Linked DNA regions of Mus musculus: all the other regions are linked to region 1. A link is a contact called in public HiChIP or PLAC-seq and promoter capture Hi-C data. All regions are on one chromosome and are shown on one strand. The core of a region is the stretch at or near the end of the contact, and the rest is flanking DNA. Distances in the headings are between cores, read along the strand shown. Region 1 holds the start of Tnfsf12 (tumor necrosis factor (ligand) superfamily, member 12). Region 2 holds the start of Pld2 (phospholipase D2). Region 3 holds the start of Gltpd2 (glycolipid transfer protein domain containing 2). Region 4 holds the start of Med11 (mediator complex subunit 11). Region 5 holds the start of Spag7 (sperm associated antigen 7). Region 6 holds the start of 4930544D05Rik (RIKEN cDNA 4930544D05 gene). Region 7 holds the start of Mink1 (misshapen-like kinase 1 (zebrafish)).

Region 1 (2,934 bases), core at 151-2,650:
ATGAACCAAAGAATCTTGTTACTGAGACTGGGACATAGGGACAGATGCTCACCACTTCTTCGAGGCCGGACTAGTTGTTCCAAGAAAGGTACCACATCCTGGCTTTCCTCTGTCTGGGGATTCAGTTCCTAGAGGAATTAAGGGCAGGGTTCAAACAGGACCTCCCAGAGACAAACAAGCAAAGAGCCTGTCAGAAGAACCATCAGCCAGTAACAGACACAAAACCTGGGAGGTTAGGGGTTGGCCAAACTGGAGAGTGAGGCTCAGCCCCAATCAACAACCTGCAGTCTACTCACACACACACACACGCACACGCACACGCACACGCACACGCACACGCACACACACACACCTGCACAGGATCTCAGGAAGGTGGGGCAGAGACAGACAGCATGTATGCATAGGTGATACATTATCATTCTCTGGTATCTGGTTCAGACGTCACAGCCAATCAGCACTTTCCACTCGGGCAGCACAACTCTCACCTTGGTAAAGTTGCCCCCTTATATCCAGATCACCCTCTTGTACACACCGACATACCCACGTGGGCTGGTTCACTCCGCACACTCAGTCTTAAACTAGTGCCAGCTGGAGTCTCCCTGCACACACCTCACACAACTGTCACAGCAAGCCAACGCTCAGTTTAGACACATTTTCCATGCTGGCATCCCGAACGCAGCATCCACACCTACTCACAGGGGGCTCCCGGCGGTCCTCTGCTGTCAGCTCCTCCTGAGAAGGCTCCTGCTGGGAAGGAGGCAGCGTCACCCTGTCCTTCTGACATCTCATCCTCCACCCCTTCTCCGATCCCCTGGCCCTCTGCCCACCCGGCCCCCATCTGCTTCTCTGCACTTTCTGCTCCTAAGATACCCAGAAAGGGGTATGCTGAGGGCCTCACCTGGGCAGACAGCGTTGCCCAGCTCCCCAGGCTGACCACGACCAGCAGGAGGCCAAGGCAGGCCAGCGCCAGGCCCAGGCTCAGCACCAGCGGGGCCAGCAGGGCGGTGCCCGGCTCCCCCCGGCGCCCCCTCCGCCTCTGGCTCCGACGGGCGGCCATGGGGGCGGGGGGCTGTGCCTGCCTCACCGCCCCCCCATCCCGGGACCCGAGGGATGGGGAGGGGGAGCTGGTGGGCGGATCGGGCCAGGGGAGAGGGAGGGACCAGGGAAGCGGGCCGGAGGGGGGGCGGATGAGGACAGGAAGCCGGACACTGTTTGTGTGATTAAACTCCAACCTCCCCGGAGTGCTGTGCAAGAAGTAAGAGACGTCCTGCGCCCGGGCGCGTGCAGGCAGGCGACCGCAGTGGCACTCCAGACCAAGAACTCTGAGGGCCAGTGAAAGCAGAAGTGGACAGGCACCCACCCAGGCCAGTGTGCCAGGGATGGGACGCGGGCCCTGGCCCCAGGAACTCAGCACCGCCCCAGTATGTTGAGCCCTCCCACGGCAATCATTAATCATGAAAATGCCCCCAAAGGGCTTGCCTATAGGCCAATCTGATGGACTCAGTTTCTGAGTTGAGATTCCCTCTTCCAGAATTCCCCCCAACTTGTTTCAAGTCTGCTAATTACCTCCTTCCCAGCATAGGTTATTTTTTCAGCTCATCCTGGTTTGGGTTTTGTTGTTGTTGTTCTTTTTGTTTGGTTTTGGGTGTTTTTTTGTTTTTTTGGTTTTTTTGGTTTTTGAAGACAGGGTTTCTCTGTGTAGCCCTGGCTGTCCTGGAACTCACTCTGTAGACCAGGCTGGCCTCGAACTCAGAAAGATCCCCCTGCCTCTGCCTCCTGAGTGCTGGGATTAATGCACCCTGGAGGCATGGATCACCACCTCTGCAATAAAGAATATGTTTTTAAAAGATAGTTTGTGGGCTGGTGAGATGGCTCAGTGGGTAAGAGCACCTGACTGCTCTTCTGAAGGTCAGGAGTTCAAATCCCAGCAACCACATGGTGGCTCACAACCATCCATAACGACCATAACGAGATCTCTTCTGGAGTGTCTGAAGACAGCTACAGTGTACTTACATATAAATAAATAAATCTTTAAAAAAAAAAAAGATAGTTTGTAAAGTTGTTTATGTGTACAGTGTGCAGCTATCTGAGCAGGAGGCCAGAGACAGCTGCCTCACTAGCTCTGCCCCTTGTTTTAGGGGAGATGGTGTGGTGACAATTCTGAAATTTTGTTTTTGTTGTTGTTTGGTTGTTTGGTTTTGTGGTTTTTGTTTGTTTTTTGTTTTTCTCAAGACAGGGTTTCTCTATGTAGCCCTGGCTATCCTGGAATTCACTTTGTAGACCAGGCTGCCCTTGAACTCAGAAATCCACCTGTCTTTGCCTCCTGAGTGCTAGGATTAAAGGTGTGTGCCACTACTGCCCAGCCCTGAGGAGAGTTTTTTGTTTTGTTTTGTTTTGCTTTTTGTTCTTTCAAGACTGGGTTTCTCTGTATAGCCCTGGCTGTCCTGGAACTCACTCTGTAGACCAGGCCTCAACTCAGAAATCCACCTGCCTCTGCCTCCCCAGTGCTGGGATTAAAGGTGTGTGCCACCAGGCCCGGCTGTCCTTTTTCTTCTATCTAATGATAGGAGGTGAGACACAGGGTGTGGGGTAATAAAAGGTGGGAAAGCACTTGGGAAACAGAGGCAGGCGAATTTCTGAGTTTGAGGCCAGCCTGTTCTATACAGTGTGTTCTAGGACAGCCAGGGCTACACAGAGAAACCCTGTCTCGAAGAAGAAGAAAAAATAAAAGTGGGGAAAAGAACCTATAAAGCAGCAAAGACCAACTACAAGCAGAGAAGAAACAAGAAGAAAGACATTAGATTCAAGGATCATCAACTCTCTCTCTCCCCTCCCCCACCCTCACCTCCGCTCTGTCTCTGGTCTACCCCTCTATCCTTCTTATCCTTACTTTGACTCATGGTCCTGGTCCAAGGTTGAAGGGCCACACTCAGT
Region 2 (3,202 bases), core at 111-2,610, 840 kb after region 1:
TTATGAGGGTTGCCTTTCATGGTGTCTGTTCACAGCAGTAAAACCCTAACTAAGACAATAGGAAATACAGTTAACGCTGTTAATATTCAGAGATGTACAATTAAGACTGCAGTGGTAAACCTTTCAGACCACTCTAATGGATAACAGGAAGGATCTATGGAATTGAATGTGCACCGTGCTATGGAGCAGCTACAACAGAAGTACCATACACTGGTTTTTAGAAATATAAAATAGAAGAGCCATTTTGGAAAGTTTTTGTATTTAATTGTTTTCTCTATTTTGGCTTTGTGTGTATAAATGTTTTGTGTGTGCAGTGGCCACAGAGGCAAGAAGAGAACATCAGATCCCCTGGGGACTGCTTGGTGAGCAGCCATGTGGGTGCTAGGAATCAGACTCAGGTCCTCAGCTCATGCACAGAGCCATCTCTCCAGCCCCGGGGTTTGTTTTTTCAGCAGTGTTTTGCTGTGTAGCCTCAGCTGGTCTCAATGCCCAAGCTTCACAATACTCTCTCCAATTCTCTGTGCTGCTGAGCTACAAACTGCCAAGCCCAGACCTCGACAGCAAACAGTAAGTTAAACATACACTTATATGACCCAGTAGTTCCACTCTAGTTGTTTACAGAAGAGGAATTAAAATAATAAGTCCACAAAAATGACTGGCACATAAATGTTTATTGGAGGTTCATTTCCAGTGAACAAAACCTAAAACAATTCAAATGATGATTCAGCGGAAATTTGGAAGGGAAAAAAAGGACAGCCTTTAGGATCTGGGGAAAAAAAGTTTTTTCCAGACTGAAATTTACAGGCGATTAGGTTCCAGGTTCCGAAATTGGTCTGTTATTGTCGCTCAGTGTCGGGCTAATCACTCCTGCGTTAAAAGAGCGTTTCAAGAATGAAGAATGCGATTTCTCATACAGCAACGAACTTGGCAGTCACTCGGCTTTTTATGCTCTTATTACCTTCCATCAACAAAGGCTATCTGTACCGGGCCCACCAAGGGGACATCTGCAGGTCCTCGCAACCCAGGCCGTTCTGCCCGGATTCCAGGCAGTGCTGGGGACCAGACTACCCAATGGCCGCGCGCGCGCGCGCGCGCAGTAGAGGAATGTGCACTACGTGGATCGCACACTGGGGGGTGCTGGACATAGCCAGCAGGTGCCCCGAGGGCAGCTGGAGGAAGAAGACAGCCCTGGGGAGTGGGCGGCCTCCGGAGTGGGCGGCCCGGGCCCGGGCGTCTCTAACGCAGGGCGGGCAGAGGACGGCGGGGGCGGGACCCAGTCGACGCGACAGTCGTGGAGGTGAGCCCTGGGGGCCTTCCCGCCCCCCGAGGGCAGGCTCTGAACCCCGGCCCCGCCCCGGCCCTCTGGGGTGTAGGCTCCTGGCTGAGTTCTGCCTGCTTGCGAACCCGCACGGGCGCCGGGGTCCGCATCCAGGGTGCGGGGGCCCGGGACGTGGCGCGGCTGAGGTCCGGAGCCCCGGGAACCGGGCGGGGACGCTGTCGGGCTGGAGCTGCAACGGCCTTCTGACTCAGCCGCTCGTCCAGATTTCGGGATCTCTCTCCTGGGCGGGGAGCGCGCAACTTCCTCATTCCCGCCCGGACCCTTGCTTCCAGCCAGTCTGACCTGACTTCGAGCCTCGCTGTCACCAGGGCTCCTCCCTTGGACTTAACCTCGCCCCAGTTCGAGGCCATCCCACCTTAGCTAGGTGCTTTTTTGGACCTGAATTTGGAATGAGAAGCGGGGCTGAGAGGCTCTGGTTGAAGGCTGGGGGAGGGAATGGAGGTTGCAGGGGTGGGTGTTAGAGGGGCGTCGGTCTACAACCCTAGACGTTGAGAGTCACTGAGTAAGACGGGAGAGGACCGACCGGGGGCGTTGGATGGGGAAGGGGTGTTTCTGTAGGGCGAGTCCCTTCCTGAGGCTTCCTCATATTCCTAGGATGACTGTAACCCAGAAGAACCTCTTTCCCTATGGGGACTATCTGAACTCCAGCCAGTTGCACATGGAGCCAGATGAGGTTGACACTCTGAGGGAAGGAGAGGATCCAGGTATAGAGGGAGATGGCTCCCAGAGAGGGGAGATAGGGATCTGAGGCCTCCTGAGATCTTTACACCCTTGGGTTGTTTTGTTTTTGTTTTGCTTTTTTCCCCTCCCAGCTGATCGAATGCATCCCTATCTGGCCATCTATGACCTTCAGCCTCTGAAAGCACACCCCTTGGTGTTCGCCCCTGGGGTCCCTGTTATAGCCCAGGTGGTGGGCACCGAAAGATACACCAGCGGATCCAAGGTCAGTCACCAGCGGATACCAGGGAAGGCGAGAGAGGGAGTCCTGGCCCAAGTGGAGGCCTGGGTTGGGCCAGAAGACATATTTTAGATTTTCATATCCCCAGGTGGGAACCTGTACTCTATATTCTGTTCGCTTGACGCATGGTGACTTTACCTGGACAACCAAGAAGAAGTTCCGACACTTTCAGGAGCTGCATCGGGACCTCCAGAGACACAAAGTCTTGATGAGTCTGCTCCCTTTGGCTCGGTGAGTAGAACTCGGTTGCTTCCCGTGAAAGGCAGGTACTTCTCACCCCATGGCAGCCTCACTCACTCCTGTCTGTCTGACTCTTATCCCCTGGGCATTTTCCTTCCTCAGCTCTGTGCCGTGCCCCCTCCCTTGTCCCTGGTTCCCAGGAAACTTTCCCTGCTTGGATCTCCTCCATAGTACTGTGCCAATATTTTAGCCAGGCTGGATGCCCAGAATTGTCCTTAGCAACCCCCTCCTCCCAGTTGTCTCCATTCCCAGGACAGAGACCCTTTCTTTCTTCTGCCTTTCTTCTTTCTTTCTTTCTTCTGCTAGCCTTTCTTCCTCCAAGGCCCCGTCTCCAGCTCCTTCTTGAGTCTTCTCTCATCTCTGTAGCTTTGCTGTGACCCATTCTCCAGCCCGAGAGGCAGCCGCCGAGGATATACCCTCCCTACCCCGAGGAGGTTCTGAGGGCTCTGCCAGACACACAGCCAGCAAACAGGTATGCAGCAGGTCCTGTAGCAAGGTGTGCAGTATGCAAAAGGTTCTGGCTACATCTGTTTCTTTTCCGTCTCCCTTCAGAAATACTTGGAAAATTACCTCAACCGCCTCCTGACCATGTCTTTCTATCGCAATTACCACGCCATGGTAAGGTCCTGGATGCCTGGGTGGATCCTTCTCTCTCCCTCCTGTTT
Region 3 (3,239 bases), core at 440-2,939, 820 kb after region 1:
ACACAGACACACAGACACACACACACACACACAGTACTGGGGACTGCACCTAGAGTCTTGCACATTCCAGGAAGACACTACCACTGAACTATATCCCTAACCCATTTTATACTTTAAAAAAAATTTTTTAAACGATTTTTAATGTTGTTCACAGAACAAGGCTTGATTTGATTTTTATTATTTTAAAAAGCTTAATGTTTACTTCGTTTTCTGACTCTGTATTTGTGCTGTCAACACTTACACACTGGTTTTCTGCTCCTCAATAAGGAAAGAATGCCAGATCCTGTCATGGGCATATTTAGCACAGGTGGGGTCACCCATTGTTGTTGTTGTTTTAGGCAGGTTCCCTAGGACTTTAGTTCTCAGAGCACAAACTCCTCAAAGTCTGCCTGGGCACGCACCATGTGTGGATTTGGGTGCTTTTCTAAGTTTCTTGGAATAAAGATTAACAGGGGTTCTGGATAGCCATTTCTTGTTAGAGTCTGTATTACAGGGAAACCTACAATGGTATGTCAGATGCTGGGCCTAAACATTATCACTAGAGTTGGAGTGTCCCTTTTTATAAAGCATGTTAAGACAGAGTCTAGATAAGTTATCCAGGCTGGCCTTGAACTTTTGATATTCCTATCTCAGCCTCCCAAATACCTAAGGTTACATGAAGACCTGAGCTACTGTGCCCAGCTATGAAAATACTTTTGTATTCTGGGGGTCTAGTGTAGGGCCTGCCATAGGAAAGTAATGACTGATTTAATGAATGAAACGCTAAAGTGAAGCTCAAAAAATTAAATTATAATGTCCAAGAATCACTGATGGAAGGCCCCAGACTCAAATAGTGTGCAAAGGCAAAGAGCGTCTATTCTGCAGAAATTACCAGCATGCAGGGGTCACAACAAAATGGCAATGACTTGAGGGGCTTGCAAGACATCCTTTTAGGCAGGTCTAGGGGAATTTCCCAGAAGGACTAGGTAACCTCTAATATGATTGGTAAGGGTCAAAGCAGTAACATTAGTACCATTTTCATTAGGTGCTAGGTTAGTTCTATTATAATTGGTGAGACCCTGAAGATTTTTGGAAGCCAGCTCAGTTCTGGCTTTGTTATCTTCTTCAGCCAGGAGTCTCACAAGCAGACTCAGCTACAGCCTTATCCTCCCTAACTCAGGCCATCATTGGCTAAAGGTTCTTTGTCAGTGGCTCCTTCAGAGAAGCCCAGTAAGCTTCCTGGGGAATTGAAATTTTTATTCCCAAGGTTTCCAGACCTCTCGGCAAGAATGTAAAAAAAAAAAAAAGAGAGAGAGAGAGCCTAAAGCCCCATCCTCGAGCCTTAACAAGTAAGACGTATTGGGCAACTGTGGTCAGCTTTCCACTTGGAATGCTTTCACATGCGTTATCAATTGATCCTCACATGAGATTTACAAAGGCCCATTATCTGCAGCTTACAGTGGATTCGTGTCCAGATTTAAGGAGAACCCACAAGACGCTGCCTCTTACGACAAGCTAGCCCCACAGGTAAAGGCAATGCAGAGACAGGTCACATATTATGTCCCCCAAATCGTCATTATGTCTCTCACCCTAGGATCTGACCTCTAGGGCAAAGGACACAAGGGAGGGGTCCTTAATAGATTAATTATTAACTCTCTGCACCTCTGGACACCACGGGAAGGGAAAGGCCACCAACTAGCTAGGTGAGGTGCACCAGCGATGGTCATGGGGGTCTCACTGTCCCCAGCCCTGGGACGCTGGTTCCGCCATGCAATTCCCTTCGCTATCTTAACGCTGTTACTTCTTTACATCAGTATATGGTTCTTCTATGAGTGGCCCTTCCCCTTACCAGCTCAGAGAACCCAGCAGTCCGGCCTGCGGGGACTCAAACTCCCTTCTCCTTCTCCAGTCCTCGGCTCCCTGCTTAGTTTCCCGGCAGGGGTGCAGTCCTGCAATCCAGAGAGACCGCTACCTTCCCAGGTATGTTTGAGTTTTAAGGCCAGAGTCTGGGGACTCTGCAACAAAGAAACAGGGGAACCAGACTGAGAATCGAATGAAAGGAGGCTCCTCCCTCTCTGTTCCCTCCCCCCTTCAGATGTCAAGAATAACCAGGAGGAACCCCAGCTAAACCTGAGGGACATTCTTCAGGGCCCAACAGTGGCTAAGTAGGCCTAGCAGGCTAGGAACTTTTCATGTATCTCTTATATCTATCTCCCAGACTGGCCCAGCGGCCAGACCCCTAGTGGTCCCAGAGAAGGAAGAGCTTCCCTGTCTAGGGCCTCATGGGGCGCTGGGTCGCATGGTGAGCCCCTTCCTGGCCTGTATGAGCCCTGAAGGGGATGTGGCGTTGTCTCAGTATCTGGCAGGATGGAGAGAACTACTTAGGTGAGTGGTCTCCCTTCCCCAAGCCCATCTTCCTCCAAATGATTCTGTGGTTTCGCAAGTCATCTCCCCACTTCCACCACCAAACAGGTTCCTAACTCCCCTTGGCACTGTCTTCGCCTTTGCCACCAGCGAGGCCTTCAACAAGGTGACCGACCTCGAGGCTCGTGTGCACGGCCCCAATGCTTCACACTACACATCGCTGATGACTATGATCACATGGGAGCGGGGAGCAGGATTGCTACAGCGCCCGGGAACCGAACCTGGGCATTCAGCCGGGTCCTCGGGCTCTCGAACGCTACTTTTGTTGCATCGCGCGCTGCGCTGGTCCCAGCTCTGCCTCCACAGGGTGGCGACAGGGACGCTTGGAGGTCCAGATGCGGGCACGCAGTGCGGGGAAGCCTACAGCACCGCCCTGGCCCCGCACCATCCATGGCTTATCCGTCAGGCCGCTCGCCTGGCGATCTTGGCCCTCCCGAGTCGCGGTCGCCTGCTCCAGCTGGCGTGTCCCGGAACAGGAGAGGCGGACGCGCGGGTTGCTCTGGCCCGGGCCGCCGGCGTCCTGGAGGATGTGTACAATCGTACCCAGGGCCTGCTGGCCGGCCACGGCCTGCTCCAGCTGGCTTGATGGCCGCGGCATCAAGAGACCGACCAGAAAGGCATTTCTGGGAAGGGATGTACATACTCAGGGTTACCGGCGGCCTGAGAGTAGCTAGCGGTCCTCTTTAGTGAAGTCACCACAGTTAAGGCCCACCCCCAGCAGGGCAGTCTCAGTGATGTGTGAGATCCTCTCATCTTCAGCCTCTGGAAGCTGGAAGAAGCAATGAAGAATAAAGAATGCTTTAGTAGCTGTCGACATCCGGCGTTATGTATGATAA
Region 4 (3,250 bases), core at 181-2,680, 760 kb after region 1:
TTAAGAGCAATGGCTGCCCTTTCAGAGGAACCTGTTCAATTCCCAGCAACCACACAGTACCTCAAAACTGCCTACAGCTCCAGTTCTAAACAATCCAATGTCCTCTCTAACCTCCATGAGCAATGCATGCACATCACTCACAGACACACATACAGATACAAAATACCCTTACTCACCAAATTAAATAAATAAATCTTGGTGGGCAGTGGTGATGCACACCTTTAATCCCAGTACTCAGGAGACAGAGGCAGGCGGATCTTGGTGAGTTCGAGGACAGCCTGACCTACAGAGCAAGTTCCAAGACAACCAGGGCTACAAAGAGAAACCTTGTCTCAAAAAAACCAAATAAAATAAAATAAGCTAACAAACACCATTGAGTGAGAGAACATTTCATTTATCTCTATATCCATAGAGCCTAGCACACCTAATTGATAATCAAAGACAGAAAGGTCGAGGGAAGGAACCAGGACATGAGAATGAGCTGGGCTCAGGATCAGGAAGAAGCCTTAGGCACGGAGAATGTCATGCTTTCCTTGGGAGAGGTTGGCCACCAAAGAGCCCATGACTACCCAGTATGGAGGAACCCACTTGAACTCCCACTGTCATCACCTGGCCCAGGGCCAATGCTTAATAATAAATTCTTATAAATTCAGTAAGTCAGACAGTTAACTAAATCAGAGAGGTCTGAGTGGCTTTGGGCCACAGGGCTGTTTCAGTGGTGGCTCATATCTTTAATCCCAGTATTTAGGGAGGCAGAGGCAGTGATACTCAATTTGTGGGGAAGGGGGTGAGGGGAAGACTAGTGCCCAAGTCATGTCTGGCCACCCTTCTTTAATAAGCCAATTAAAAATGGAAAGTTAAAAAAGGAGACGTATCCAATGTGGCCACATTGGGAAGAGTGACAAAGAGATCCGGCAAGCCCCCTCAAGTCAGTCTTCAGGGTGCTAACGCAACATCAAAGTTTAAATAGAGCAAGGTTGTGCACATCTAAGTACCCCACCCCCACCCGCACCCCCACCCTCAGTCAAGGTGTGTGGTCACACCCATCACTGACTATTCATTATCTGGGCTTCAGTCTCATCCTGTAAAGTGGTCTGACAAGTTGTTAGAACTGTGTAAAATCTCTTTCTGGAAGACAAGTTCTGATAGTCAAGACTGAAGAGATACAAGTATCTCTTTAAACTATCTTCATTTTTGACAGACCTATTACACCAGAGGATCTCTATGAGTTCCAGGCCAACTTGGTCTAAACTGAGATCCTGTCAGAAAACAAGTCAATAACCGCCTCTTTCCACCCCTGTCTGGCCTGGCATTAGCGCCCTGGCAGTCAGACTAGACCAGGTAGACTCGGAAGGGCGAGGCCGCGCTGAGCATCCTGGGAATTGTAGTGTTCGCTGCAGTGGCCTCTGCGCAGGCGCACATTAACAGGCATTTCCGGGCTGTGGCGCCACACCTCGCAAAAGACGGCCTGTGGGGCTTTCCACTGGAACGATGGCTACCTACAGTCTGGCGAACGAGCGGCTGCGCGCCCTGGAGGATATCGAGCGTGAAATCGGCGCCATCCTCCAGAACGCAGGTTCGGGAAGCGAGGGGCAGACGGCAAGGGGTGAAGACCAGCCCGGGACTCTGCGTGCAGTTGGGGCGGGACCTGAATGCTAGCCTTAGGGCGGGGCTGAGTCTGAAGCCTGGGTCTGACATCGCCCTCTCCCCGCCCTGGCAGGAACGGCGATCCTGGAACTGTCCAAGGAAAAGACTAACGAGCGGCTCCTCGACCGGCAGGCGGCAGCCTTCACCACTTCTGTGCAGCACGTGGAGGCAGAGCTATCCGCTCAAATCCGCTACCTCACTCAGGTGGGTGTGTCTAGAAGGTGCTGGGCGGGGACCCCAGCTCTGAACCAACGCCCTAGCCTTGGGGATTCCCTGAGCTTTAGCTAGGTAAGACTGCCTCTTACGCGATAGGTACTTTCATTTCAGGGCTGGTTTAGTCCTCTAAAAGGAAAGGATTAAAAATGTCTAGGGTGTATAAACAATACCCTAGGCATACCAGCTGGCACAGGCCGGTATTCTGAGCTACTTAAGTGCCTGAGGCTGGAAGATCACAAGTTCAAAACTTGTCTGGGCAATTCAGACCCAGTAGGTCAGAAAGAGAGTTGGAGCTCTGTGTTAGAGCACTTACCTACCATAAAGAGGCCCAGGTACTGAAATAAATAAATAAAAATAAATAAATAAATAAATACTGAAGCTACCGAACGTTGTTCCCAGAAACTTGTGAGGCCATATTTGCTTGGGGACTAAGAAGACAGACATCGCTAAGAGGCTTCCAGAGTCTTTACTCCAGCTGCTACTGTTTACTGACATCTGTGGTGTGCTGGGCATATCCTAAAACTCTAGGAAGTATTCGCTGTGGTCCCTATTTCATAGATGAGGTTCACACAGTGGTTAAGCTTTTTCTTTTTTTTTTTTTTTTGTTGTTGTTGTTGTTGCCTTAGAACACTGAGTTACCAGTCAACTAATGTAGATCAAACTTGGGAAAGATGTGAGACCAGAGAAATAATACTGCCCGGTTGTGGGTGGTAAAGAGAGGCAGTACCCCATTGATTGATCTGACTTGTAGGTGGCCACAGGGCAGCCGCATGAGGGCTCCAGCTACTCTTCCAGGAAGGACTGTCAAATGGCTCTAAAGCGAGTAGACTACGCCCGCCTCAAGATTAGTGATGTGGCGAGAACCTGTGAGCAGATGCTGGAGAACTGAGTTCGGATGATCCAGAGTGTGCCCTGCACCAGAGACCGTAGGATGGGGAGCAGTGCATCATACACGTGCCCTACTGGTCAGGGCAGACGAGGACCACAAGGCAGAAAGGAGAACTGAAGAATCCAAAGCCCCAGTGTACACACATCTCTTCTGACTCTTCCAGCAAGACGGCCCTGTTTTCCACTATGCAAGATCAGACAGAGGTCAGAGGTCAACTCCCAACCCACTTCCTCATGTGCACCCTGCCCTGGAGTTTCAGAAGACTTGGCCCAATAAAAATAAATGTGTTCTTATAAGCACACACAGTGGCTCACACCTGTAGGCCCGGTACTTGGGAAGTAGAGGTGGGAAGATTGCTGTAGTTTGAGACCAACCTGGGCTAAGTACATAGAGGGACCCTCCTTCAAAAGGGGAAGTTATGTTCCTCATTGGAAGAAACAAAACAGGAACTAAGTGTTTTAATAATAAAAGCTGTATTTTTTTATAAAGCTAAGAGTC
Region 5 (3,096 bases), core at 443-2,942, 970 kb after region 1:
CAGGCTATGAGCTGCTGGAGGGTTGACCCTGCTCACCTGTCCAGTTAGACGTCAGAGTCCAAGACCTGACAAACTAGAAGCTCTCGTCTGTCTGACTTCACTATCTTGGCCTTTCATTGTGTTCTGATTGCTTTTCCAGTGTTTTCTGCATCTTGGGAGGTAGCATAAGAACACTGAGGCTACGAGCTCACATCTGGGTTCCAAATTCAGCTTAGTAACCTGAGACCCGAGGCAAGTGGCTAAAGCCTCCTATTCTGACGGCTGATGGGAGCACACCTATTACTCAGCTGAACATTAAGTAACTCTAACTCCTGTTTCCTATTAAGCTCTGCTTTCCCATAGCTTTCGAACAGACTGCACTCCCTTTACTGAGTTACCTATTCTTTGTTGCTCGGCTCATTTCAGACAAGCCTGGGACTCCCAATTAATCTTTCCTACACATGTATATTAATTGGTTATTAAAATTCCGTATGATCATTAATAAACGTCCCAGACATGGTCTATAATCTCCTTGATGAGCATCTTTGGCTTCACAAGTTTTGTAAATAAGGGAGTACAGATATTTAACAGTCTTTGAACATTCTGAAAGCATCCTGTCTTGCCTCCTTTGAGCAGATGGGTAGTAGGTGCGGGTAGGAGACTTATCCACGACCAAGGCTCACGTGGTTGGGAGCTGGATGCACCTAAGGCTATCCTTTCTATAAAGTCCTTCACATGCGCTCCAAGCCAATACAGGGCAGGCCACTTCGGGCCGCACCCTACCCTGGCTGCCAAACCCCAGCGAGCTTTCTGGTTAGCTACTCAGCGCGGGGGCTGGGAAGGAGAGATGGCGAATCGGAGCCTGCGGGGCATTCTCATCTCTCCAATCAACATCACGATCTAGTTGGGCAGCACAGGAATTTAAGGCTATAGTTAGGAAAGGGCGGTGGAAGGTATGAGGGACTGGGTCAACTCAAGAAGGGGCATAAAGATAGGAGGATCCAGCCAACCAATGGGAGGAGCTGAGGCTGAGGTCGGTCAGAAAAGGTAACACTTTAAAGGTAGAGCTTTTGGCTGAGCTAGCCAATAGAGGGGAACAGACGGGTGGATGGGCGTGCCCTAAACTCAATCGTAATAGAACTGGAGATTCGCGGGACCGAGGCGATGGATACGACATCCTCCAATCGGAAGAAAGGCATCCTACTAATCAGAGCTCACCAACAGCAGACAGGCAGGCCCGTTGACCAATCGCAAACAAGGACTGTAAAAGGCGAGGATAGGAAGAAGAGACTGGAGGTAGAAGGCAGGCTGAGGTAGCCAATCATTGTTTGCAAAAGACAGCGGGCGGGCCGACAGGCCTTTTAGGGACTCTGAGGGTCTCAGAAGTGGCCTGTGGGGGGTCTGTTAGGGTAGGAGGTGGCATTATTCAAAGAGGGAAGAGTGTGGTCCCAAGAATCGGGCGAAGATACGCGGTTGTGAATCTGGGATCCTCACCTCGGGCCTTGCGCCGACTCTCCTGGTCACCGAGGCTGGGTGGTTTCTCCATGGAGCTCAGGATGGAGCCCAGTAGGTCCGCCATCTTGGGAATGAGTGAGAGGGGGCGGTGCGTCTTAAAGGGAAGGACGAAATGCCTTTAAGGCCGGAAACACGTCGGAAGCGAAAAACCGCGCTGCTCCGCCCCGCTTAAGGCAGCGAGATGAGGCCGGCGACTTGCGTGGCGACCTTCCTACCCCGCCCCCAGCAGAGAGAGGCCGGAGGCTAGCTGGTGCAGAGACGTTTAATGGCAATTCGTATAAACCAAGCCCATGCACAAGTAGAAAGTGCTCGTGGAGCCAGCCGGGGGCTCCCGCCGCGCCAGGGAATCAGACGCCCGGCCGCGCAGCGCCTTAAATAGATTCTTCACTATACTCTGTATGTTACAGTTATGTACACACCCCTCCCCACGGGAGCGGGACTCCGCCTCGCGATCCTATGTACACCCCCTCCTCTTTGGCCCCTACGTGGGCGACCAGAGAGTCAGGGTGATGGGGAAGACAGGGCCAGGAAAGGAGGAAACAGACGCAAACATGCGGAGTCAAGGTGGGGGCAGTCACCCCTGAAACACGAGGGCGCGCGCAGCGAAGGCAGCGGTGGGGACCGAGGCGGATACATTCATCAGAGACTCTCGAACAAATAAATAAGGCAAGTCAGGAAGGTCCGAGTCAGGTGCAGGCAGGAACGGGGATATGGAGAAGGTGCAGGCAGGGCTCCGGAGGTCACAGCTGAAGATGCAGATATGTGGGGCGTGGGTCTTCTGGAGCCGGAGACCAAAAGAGGAGGCACAACCAGAAGGGAGGAAACGTGTAAGGCCTGGGGGCGGGGGTTCTACGAAGGGCTCCCAAAAAGGTGAAGGGGTGAAGAGCTGCCGACAGGGGGCTCCCCTAGTCCCGAAAGCCCTCTCCTTGTTTAGACAGCCAGAAGGGGCTCCCAGGGTTTTGAAGAAAGGCGTTGGAGAGGTCAGGTGGCCAGTCCTGGCTGGGGCAGCCCCTCCAGCTCCTGGTTCTGCTTCAGTTCCCTCATTCTGCGGAGAGACAGAGCCAAGTCAGAGGAGACTGATGGATCAGAAAAGGTGTCAGGGCAGAGAGGTAAGGATGGGGTTAGAACCTGTGTCGGCAGCGCCGCAGGAACCTCATTATTTTCCGGGCTGCCTGGTCTTGCTTCTTGGTGAGAAAGGTGCCCCTGGTGGGAAAGAAGAGTCCCCACTTTAAGACCATTGTAGGGAAAGGCTGGAGGGCCGATAGAGGTAGTGGGCATTAACAAAGAGGTAAACTGAGGGCTGTATAGGGGCAGGAAGGGGTGGTCCCTACTTGTTTCGAGCAGGAAGGGGGCCTGAGGGCCGGTGAGGAGGCCCCGGCCTGCGGCGGTAGGAGCGGTAGTGCTGCTGGATAAGCACCGCTGCTCGGCGGCTCTGCTGAAACCGCTTCTGTTCATAGTAGCTTCGGAACTTGCTCTGAATCAGGATGGCCGCCTGAGTCATTTTCTTATAGAGTGCAAACTGCAGGGAAGGAGAGGGGGGACAGGAGCTGAAATGGAGAGACAGAAATCCAAACCTCTGAAGGTCACCCTTCAATTAGGCTG
Region 6 (2,881 bases), core at 177-2,676, 920 kb after region 1:
CAACCAGCTTCCACCATTTTGAGATCCTACTATTGTTCTCTCTCAATCCTGGAGAGATTTGAGAGTTGAGAATGCAGAGGGTAGAGGAAAGGCATTAGGCTCTGTGAAGTTACTGTGATAATAGAGACGAAGTAAGGTGGATGAATAGGCCAGGGATCAGTCCTGACACGGTAGGACCCTTTGAGAATAGTTTTTACCAGCCCCAGCAGGGCCAGGCCAGACTTCTGGCTTCAGTGTTTCTATATCTGGGTCTTGTAAAAACCTCATTGGCTATCAACTAGATAAACATTCTTTAGGTTAGAAGGAGCCAAGAGCAAAATTGAACCAATTGCCTCCAAGTGCCTGACCAAACCACCCACCCATCTTCTACTTCCCTGAGGAGTTGGACCCACCCACATGACCACACAACCCCTCCTGCAAGTTCACAAACCAGATTTATTGTCAGCGGCCTGTTTTCAAAATCTCTTTCTTGGGGGGTGGGGGAGAGGTGGGTGCCAGTGCAGGCTCATGGTTGGATGCACGGTGGGTAAGGGAGATCAGGAACTTGGTTGAAGTAACCCCCAAGGAAGATGAGAGTAGAACCAACGCTGAAGAGCACCAAAGCTGCCCAAAAACAGACATTGTCCAGGGCCTTCCCCATACGCACCCAGTCGGACAGTTCCTGTGAGAGAGAGCTTAGCGAGGGAGGAGCCTGGAGGGCGGGGCATCTAGCACTGCTCCGCCTCAACCTCCCAACCCACCTCTCCAGTGGCTTCCTGGTCTCTTGTGCTCTCAGCCACAAAGTTCACAGCATCCACACAGCAGCGGATTTCTGGGGCTGCAGCACCCAGGTTCTGGCAGAGGGCTGCTGCTAAGGCAACAGCAAGCGCTAGGTCATTAAAAGAGCGTCCCTAACGGCGAGTGTATGCCTTTGACCCAAGAGCAGTGCTTACCGGTCCAAGTTCCGTGCCGATGCCTCTGACCCTCAAACACGAGTTCGCTCCGCGGCTTTTTCAAGATGAGCTCCTCCGCTCTGAGCAGAATGCCCACAGACGAGGCACGCCTCGCTGGTGAGGCAGTTCGGGGATCCTCTGGGGGTGGGCTCGAGCCCAGGAGACGCGGCAGCAGCTCTAATAAAATCTGCAGCCGGGGCAGAGAGAGGTTCCAAGCCCGCTTCCCACCCCTGGGCAGTACTTTCTCCAACCAGCGCTTACCTGGCGCAGCCGAGGGGATGTAGCATGAGTCGTTGGCGTCCTCAAAGATACGTTGAGCACGATGACGCAATTCATGACAATGAGCGTGGCAACCACCATGACGAATATAAGATACCTGATATACAGAAGCCTGATGTCACAGCACCCCACAAACAAGGCACTAGCTGCCCTCTACCTCACAAATACCACCTCCGCACAGCTGGTGGCGTTACTTCTTGATCCTCCTCAACGATGCCAGTATTGTCCTGGCCCTTCTGCATATACCATCTGTTGCGGACATGAAGGGGATTCCCAGCAATTTGGACACCCTGCTGTGGGTCTACCACTTCCACAGCTCCACCGAGGTGAGGGTATTAGAATGGCAGAATCTGGAGAGGTCCCCAGCTCTTCCTGCTATGGCCCTTTCCATGTGATCATTCCACTCACTACCCTTGCTCCTCCAGGTGGCCTTACAGCCTCCACTTCTATCTTCCCTGGAACTTGCTGTGGCCGCAGCTCACGAATATCTGGTGCAAAGGTTCAGAGAGCTTAAGTCCCAGGACCCCCTGGAATCCGACAAGTCGCCCACCCAGAAGGCCACCCTAGGGCTGGTGCTAAGAGAAGCTGCAGCCAGCATCATGAGCTTTGGAGCCACCTTGTTAGAGGTGCTGCTCTGGGAGGCTGAGGGATGGGAATAAAAGGGGGAGAGGGCTAGGCCAACAAAAGCAAGGACCTCTAGCCCATATGCCCCAATGTAGATCTCGGCCCTGTGGCTGCAGCAGGAGGTGCAGCGACTGGACGGCGGCAACGACTGCCCAGGCCCAGCCCCAGACACTGGGGATCCTGGTAGGGCGCTGGCCCGTGTAGCCCTGGCCGCAGGGCAGGGGATTCGGCAAGCTGGAACGGCAGCTGGCGCAAGTGCCCGGTACCTGATCCAGGGGGCGTGGTTGTACCTGTGTGGACGAGGTTTGCACGGGTCTACCTCATCTCTGCCACAAACCCTATGCCAACTGGGCCTTGGGGTCCCTGGGGATCCGGTGCGTTTGGGATAAAGGGTGCGACATGGGTCAGAGGAGGTATGATTAAGGAGATGCTGAACTATACTGTCCTCTTAACAGAGAGACTCGGGAAACCTCAAGGTGTCGCCCAGCAGCAGTGAGGAGAATGGGGGAACAGATAATCCATCACTGTCCCAGTCCAACCCTGTGTCCAAATAAAAGTCCAGAACGGGACAACACCAGGTCCCTATGCAAGCCTTCTTTGGCTACATTCTCCATGCATGCCCCTATCTCTGTGGGATCCACTTTGAGATTACCTGCCCAGCAGTGGCACGCTCAGAGAAGTCTCTGGAATTTTCTGGGCAATTAGAAACAAGAAGACAGTCTGGGCTAGCAGGACGTTGATAGAGACCGTGCATTTCTGGCCACCAGCTAGAGGGAGCAAGCTGTGAGAGGCAAGCCAGGGAGCAAGCCCAGCCTGGGGTTCAGGAGTCAGGGTCACCCCTTACCCTGCGCAGGCAGGAAGTAAGCGAGCAGCACCAAGCCAGAAATGAGCACGCAAGGCACAATGATGTTAATGACGTAAAAAAGCGGCTTCCGGCGGATGATGAGCGTATAGATGACGTCAGTTTCTCCAGGACCTTCTGTGGAACCTCCCTCATAGCGGCGAATCATGCCTGGGCAGTAGTCTATGGCCCATTCTCCATTCTC
Region 7 (3,266 bases), core at 154-2,653, 870 kb after region 1:
AAAGAAAAATATATATACATAAGGTCAAAGAAACAGCAGAATCTTGAAAGTCTTTGATATCACTACCCACAAGGCAGTGGGAGTCATCAAACGGTGTTTTTTTTTTTTTTTTTTTTTTTTCTCATTTTGTTTTTTTTTTTTTTCCCCCTGTCATTTTATAGTCCAGGCTAATAGAAAATGTAATCCTCCTGCCTCAGCTTCCTGAATGGTGGGGTTCAGAAAACCGTTTTAAACAGGACAATGATGCCAGATTTAAGTTTTAGAAAAAAAAATCACTTCTGGATAATGAAGAATTTAATCGAAGGTGCCAGGCAGAGAGGCCATGTGGGAAGGCCAAATGGGGATTGTGGCTTGCATATCAGGGGCAAGGTAAATGAGTCAGGAGAGTACCCGGAGCAAGTTTGAATGTGCACCCAAATGTGCCAAGAAGCCTCCAGAGAATTCAAGCTCACCTAAGCAATGTTTATATTCATTTTCAGAGGGAGTGTTAGTGTTGGAAGAGCTCTTGAAAACTCAGAACCTTCTCCCCTCAACTTCATAGAGAAAGAAAAGCCCAGAGGCAAATTTGCTTGCTCAGGGTCAGACAACACATTAGTCAGTGGCAGAACATGTCTGTCTATAGTTACAAAGCCTCACCCATCCTCTAGTGAGACTAACCGGCTGGAGGTGCTGTGCCAACAGGAGTAGATCTGAGGAGCTGGAAAAACATTTGAAGGGATTGGATACAGTTTCTTCTGCTTTACCACTAGCAACTCCAGGGATAGTTCTTTCCTGCAGAACACTGTGCTAAGAGAAGCAGATACAGACGTGTGCAGTAGGAGTGCCTATCTGCTCCCAACATCCCCACTCCAGCCTAGAAAGGGAGTAAAGGGCAGACAGTAGCCCCGTCCTTCCCTCCCACGTGGTTTCTCCAGCCAAGTTCTCACGGAGTGGCCCCTCCTTCAGCGGCTCCACTGTTACCATGGCAATTGGGTGGGTGGACAGCACGTCCTATCTAGAGGCCAGCAGCCCTCGCGTGGGGAGTTACCATAACAACCCCCCTAGTAATAGAGGGGGTTGGGTCCCGCCTCCCTTCCCCCGCAAATCGAGAGGTAGGTGGTTTGATTGGCAGCTGGGCACACGAAAGAGGGAAAGGGAAGAAAAGGAGTCAAATAAAGATCAACGAAGGAACTAGAGGAGAGGAGGCAACAATAATAAAAGGGGGAAAAGGAAGGGAAGGTGTATGCGCACGCGCACCAGCGGGTGGTCGCGCTCCTTCCACTCCAGGCTCTAGCGAGACTGGGTCCGCGCTCGCCCTCCGCCCGCTCTCCTGCGCCTGCGCGCAGGTGTCGGCGCCCCGCAGGAGGGGGCGCCCGGCGCGTTCGCGTCACGGTCGGCTCTGCGCGTGCGCAGGGCAGCCGGCGACTCGGGTTGCAGGCGCGCGGGTGAGAGCGCCTGTCAGCCGCTGGGTCGGTCCTCCCGCTGGCCCTCCCCCTCCCCGGCCTTCGGGGCAGGCGCGGTGGAGCCCGCCCCTCGAGTCCCCCGATGGGGGAGAAGCGGCGACGGCGGCAGCGGAGTGAGCGAGCCGGAGCGTGAGTGGCCCCGCGGCGGCCATGGGCGACCCAGCCCCCGCCCGCAGCCTGGACGACATCGACCTGTCTGCCCTGCGGGTGAGCACCACCCCAGCCTCGCGCCCGCGACCCCTGCCCTTACCCCGAGCTCTCGCCGCCCGGGGGTTCGCCCTCTGGAGATTCTGGGAGCCAGTTTGGTCCCCACCCTGTGCTGCCCTCCCCCACACTTGCGTGCCACCCCTACCTTGCTGCTGGGATCCGAGTCCCCTCCTTTATAGGCGTTTGAGGGTCACCTCTGGTGTCCCTAAACACAGCCCTGCATCACCTGCAGAGCCTTTCTTGTGTCCCCCCTCTCTCGGCCCTCATGTCTGCTTCCTCCACCTCCTCTTCTGGCTCCTGGAATTTTGACTTTGCAACTGCCTCAGCCTCCCCCTCATCCCTCGTTTTCTTCCTCGCCTACCCCTAAATTGCAAGTTGGGCGGATTTCACCTCCTCGCTCCACCCCACACACCTCCTACGTCTCCATCCCACGTTCACTTTCCCTATCCCTTTTCTCGTGTTTCAAGTGCAGCTTTTCAGACCCAGGCATTTCCGGTCTCGGGGTCCCTGAATATTACATTACTAACTCTGCAGCCGCGTGGGGCTGGGAGGACAGACAAGTGCACAGTGGGAGGAAGGGAAGCCTGGATTTCCTCGGAAACTCGGGCCGGAAGACGATGTTTACATACATGTACAAGCACACACACACACACACACAAACACACACGCACACACAACACGCTGCCTGAGGTCAGTAGGGAGGGAACTAGTGGGAGTGGAGGCAAAGGAGAGTTGGAGGGAGGGGTTCATTAGGGAAGCGGTTAAGAGGAAACAACTGTGTCAGGAATGCTTTCAAATAACCCATTTATTGTTCCACGTGGGGCACTTACTCTCTCTCCTCCCGGAATTTTCAGTTCAGCATTTGTAAGTGTTCTCTAGCGGGCAGCTTTGTCTTAAGGGCAACATAGAAATTTCAAGGTGAACCATTCCAGACTGTCTCCCAGGTGGTGTTTTGATTCCATGCCCGGTGAGCTTTCCCAACCGGCGGCGTAGGTGTAGCTAGAGCAGGATTCCCCACCTCATGCTTACCTTCTCAGAAGGTCTCTGTACACATTGGCTTCTGGCTTGTAAATTACCCAGGGAAAAGGCAGCCACCTCACAAGTGCCCCGGATATGACTGGAGGGGAGAGAGAATTGAAGAGAGCAGAGTCATGTTGTTAATTGGGTTTCTCTAGGTGACACAGTTTTTTTTTTTTTTTTTTTTTTTTTCCCTCCCTTGCCATTCAGGTCATAATTTGTTTGGTGCAACGTTGGGTTATGAGACCTGACTTACTGGAGATAACTTTCTGGAGAACAAGACTGAGTACTGGATCTCCCTCTTTCCTCTCTTCTCTCTCTCTCTCTCTCCCTCCCTCTCTTCTTCTGTCCCCCTCTCTCCTTCTCTCTCCCTCTGTGTGTGCCTGCGCTTGCTTTGACAGGGGAGGCTTTAGATCAGCTTAGTCAGTGTTTAAACTGGGATACTCGAGTCCTTTGGGATGTAAGATGGAAATCCAGGTTTTGAGTAAAGTTTTAATGTGCTTGCATTTGGAATGCAATTGCAAACTGAAGTTGTTGATTAACTCTGGCCGCAGGTTGTCTGGCTGTGGTGACCATAAAGAAACACTGTCACCCAGTGGG

What was found. Promoter capture Hi-C pulls out the DNA fragments that hold promoters and counts their contacts. HiChIP or PLAC-seq counts read pairs in DNA pulled down with a chosen protein or histone mark.
Region 2: a contact with region 1 is called in a promoter capture Hi-C map of liver, with 3 times the contacts expected there. The contact joins the promoter of Pld2 here to the promoter of Tnfsf12 in region 1.
Region 3: a promoter capture Hi-C map of liver shows a contact between it and region 1, with 2.8 times the contacts expected there. The contact joins the promoter of Gltpd2 here to the promoter of Tnfsf12 in region 1. A contact is called at or near these places in 1 of 39 promoter capture datasets (liver) and 1 of 9 other capture datasets (adipose tissue).
Region 4: a contact with region 1 is called in a promoter capture Hi-C map of liver, with 2.2 times the contacts expected there. The contact joins the promoter of Med11 here to the promoter of Tnfsf12 in region 1. A contact is called at or near these places in 1 of 39 promoter capture datasets (liver) and 1 of 115 datasets of contacts at active chromatin or transcription factors (pancreatic cancer cells).
Region 5: an H3K4me3 HiChIP or PLAC-seq map of bone marrow-derived macrophages shows a contact between it and region 1, with 6 times the contacts expected there. The contact joins the promoter of Spag7 here to the promoter of Tnfsf12 in region 1. A contact is called at or near these places in 1 of 39 promoter capture datasets (liver) and 2 of 115 datasets of contacts at active chromatin or transcription factors (bone marrow-derived macrophages and pancreatic cancer cells).
Region 6: a contact with region 1 is called in a promoter capture Hi-C map of liver, with 4 times the contacts expected there. The contact joins the promoter of 4930544D05Rik here to the promoter of Tnfsf12 in region 1. A contact is called at or near these places in 1 of 39 promoter capture datasets (liver) and 1 of 115 datasets of contacts at active chromatin or transcription factors (bone marrow-derived macrophages).
Region 7: a contact with region 1 is called in a FOXA1 HiChIP or PLAC-seq map of pancreatic cancer cells. The contact joins the promoter of Mink1 here to the promoter of Tnfsf12 in region 1. A contact is called at or near these places in 1 of 39 promoter capture datasets (liver) and 1 of 115 datasets of contacts at active chromatin or transcription factors (pancreatic cancer cells).

Annotation. Positions count from the first base shown.
Region 1 is chr11:69,694,698-69,697,631 of GRCm38.p6, forward strand. It overlaps Tnfsf12 (tumor necrosis factor (ligand) superfamily, member 12), which reads right to left and starts at 1,401. Exons shown (of 7, transcript NM_011614.3): 1 at 899-1,401; 2 at 697-744; 3 at 53-128. The coding sequence starts at 1,057. Tnfsfm13 (tumor necrosis factor (ligand) superfamily, membrane-bound member 13) reads right to left here and starts at 1,401. Exons shown (of 13, transcript NM_001159503.2): 1 at 899-1,401; 2 at 697-744; 3 at 53-128. The coding sequence starts at 1,057.
Region 2 is chr11:70,538,912-70,542,113 of GRCm38.p6, forward strand. Pld2 (phospholipase D2) reads left to right here and starts at 1,361. Exons shown (of 25, transcript NM_008876.3): 1 at 1,361-1,703; 2 at 1,934-2,043; 3 at 2,152-2,282; 4 at 2,386-2,528; 5 at 2,904-3,009; 6 at 3,090-3,155. The coding sequence starts at 1,935.
Region 3 is chr11:70,517,520-70,520,758 of GRCm38.p6, forward strand. Gltpd2 (glycolipid transfer protein domain containing 2) reads left to right here and starts at 1,690. Exons shown (of 3, transcript NM_146020.1): 1 at 1,690-1,959; 2 at 2,198-2,364; 3 at 2,452-3,217. The coding sequence starts at 1,699. The coding sequence ends at 2,989.
Region 4 is chr11:70,450,488-70,453,737 of GRCm38.p6, forward strand. It overlaps Med11 (mediator complex subunit 11), which reads left to right and starts at 1,431. Exons shown (of 3, transcript NM_025397.3): 1 at 1,431-1,576; 2 at 1,721-1,851; 3 at 2,615-3,245. The coding sequence starts at 1,492. The coding sequence ends at 2,752.
Region 5 is chr11:70,667,724-70,670,819 of GRCm38.p6, forward strand. It overlaps Spag7 (sperm associated antigen 7), which reads right to left and starts at 1,693. Exons shown (of 7, transcript NM_172561.3): 1 at 1,474-1,693. The coding sequence starts at 1,558. Camta2 (calmodulin binding transcription activator 2) reads right to left here. Exons shown (of 23, transcript NM_001190376.1): 21 at 2,826-3,013; 22 at 2,623-2,697; 23 at 1,740-2,539. The coding sequence ends at 2,476.
Region 6 is chr11:70,614,468-70,617,348 of GRCm38.p6, forward strand. It overlaps 4930544D05Rik (RIKEN cDNA 4930544D05 gene), which reads left to right and starts at 1,427. Exons shown (of 4, transcript NM_001145537.1): 1 at 1,427-1,537; 2 at 1,637-1,837; 3 at 1,931-2,138; 4 at 2,291-2,423. The coding sequence starts at 1,472. The coding sequence ends at 2,331. It overlaps Chrne (cholinergic receptor, nicotinic, epsilon polypeptide), which reads right to left. Exons shown (of 12, transcript NM_009603.1): 7 at 2,680-2,880; 8 at 2,488-2,602; 9 at 1,194-1,308; 10 at 933-1,119; 11 at 741-847; 12 at 416-661. The coding sequence ends at 506. It overlaps Mink1 (misshapen-like kinase 1 (zebrafish)), which reads left to right. Exons shown (of 33, transcript NM_001045964.1): 33 at 1-15.
Region 7 is chr11:70,561,478-70,564,743 of GRCm38.p6, forward strand. Mink1 (misshapen-like kinase 1 (zebrafish)) reads left to right here and starts at 1,404. Exons shown (of 33, transcript NM_001045964.1): 1 at 1,404-1,649. The coding sequence starts at 1,593.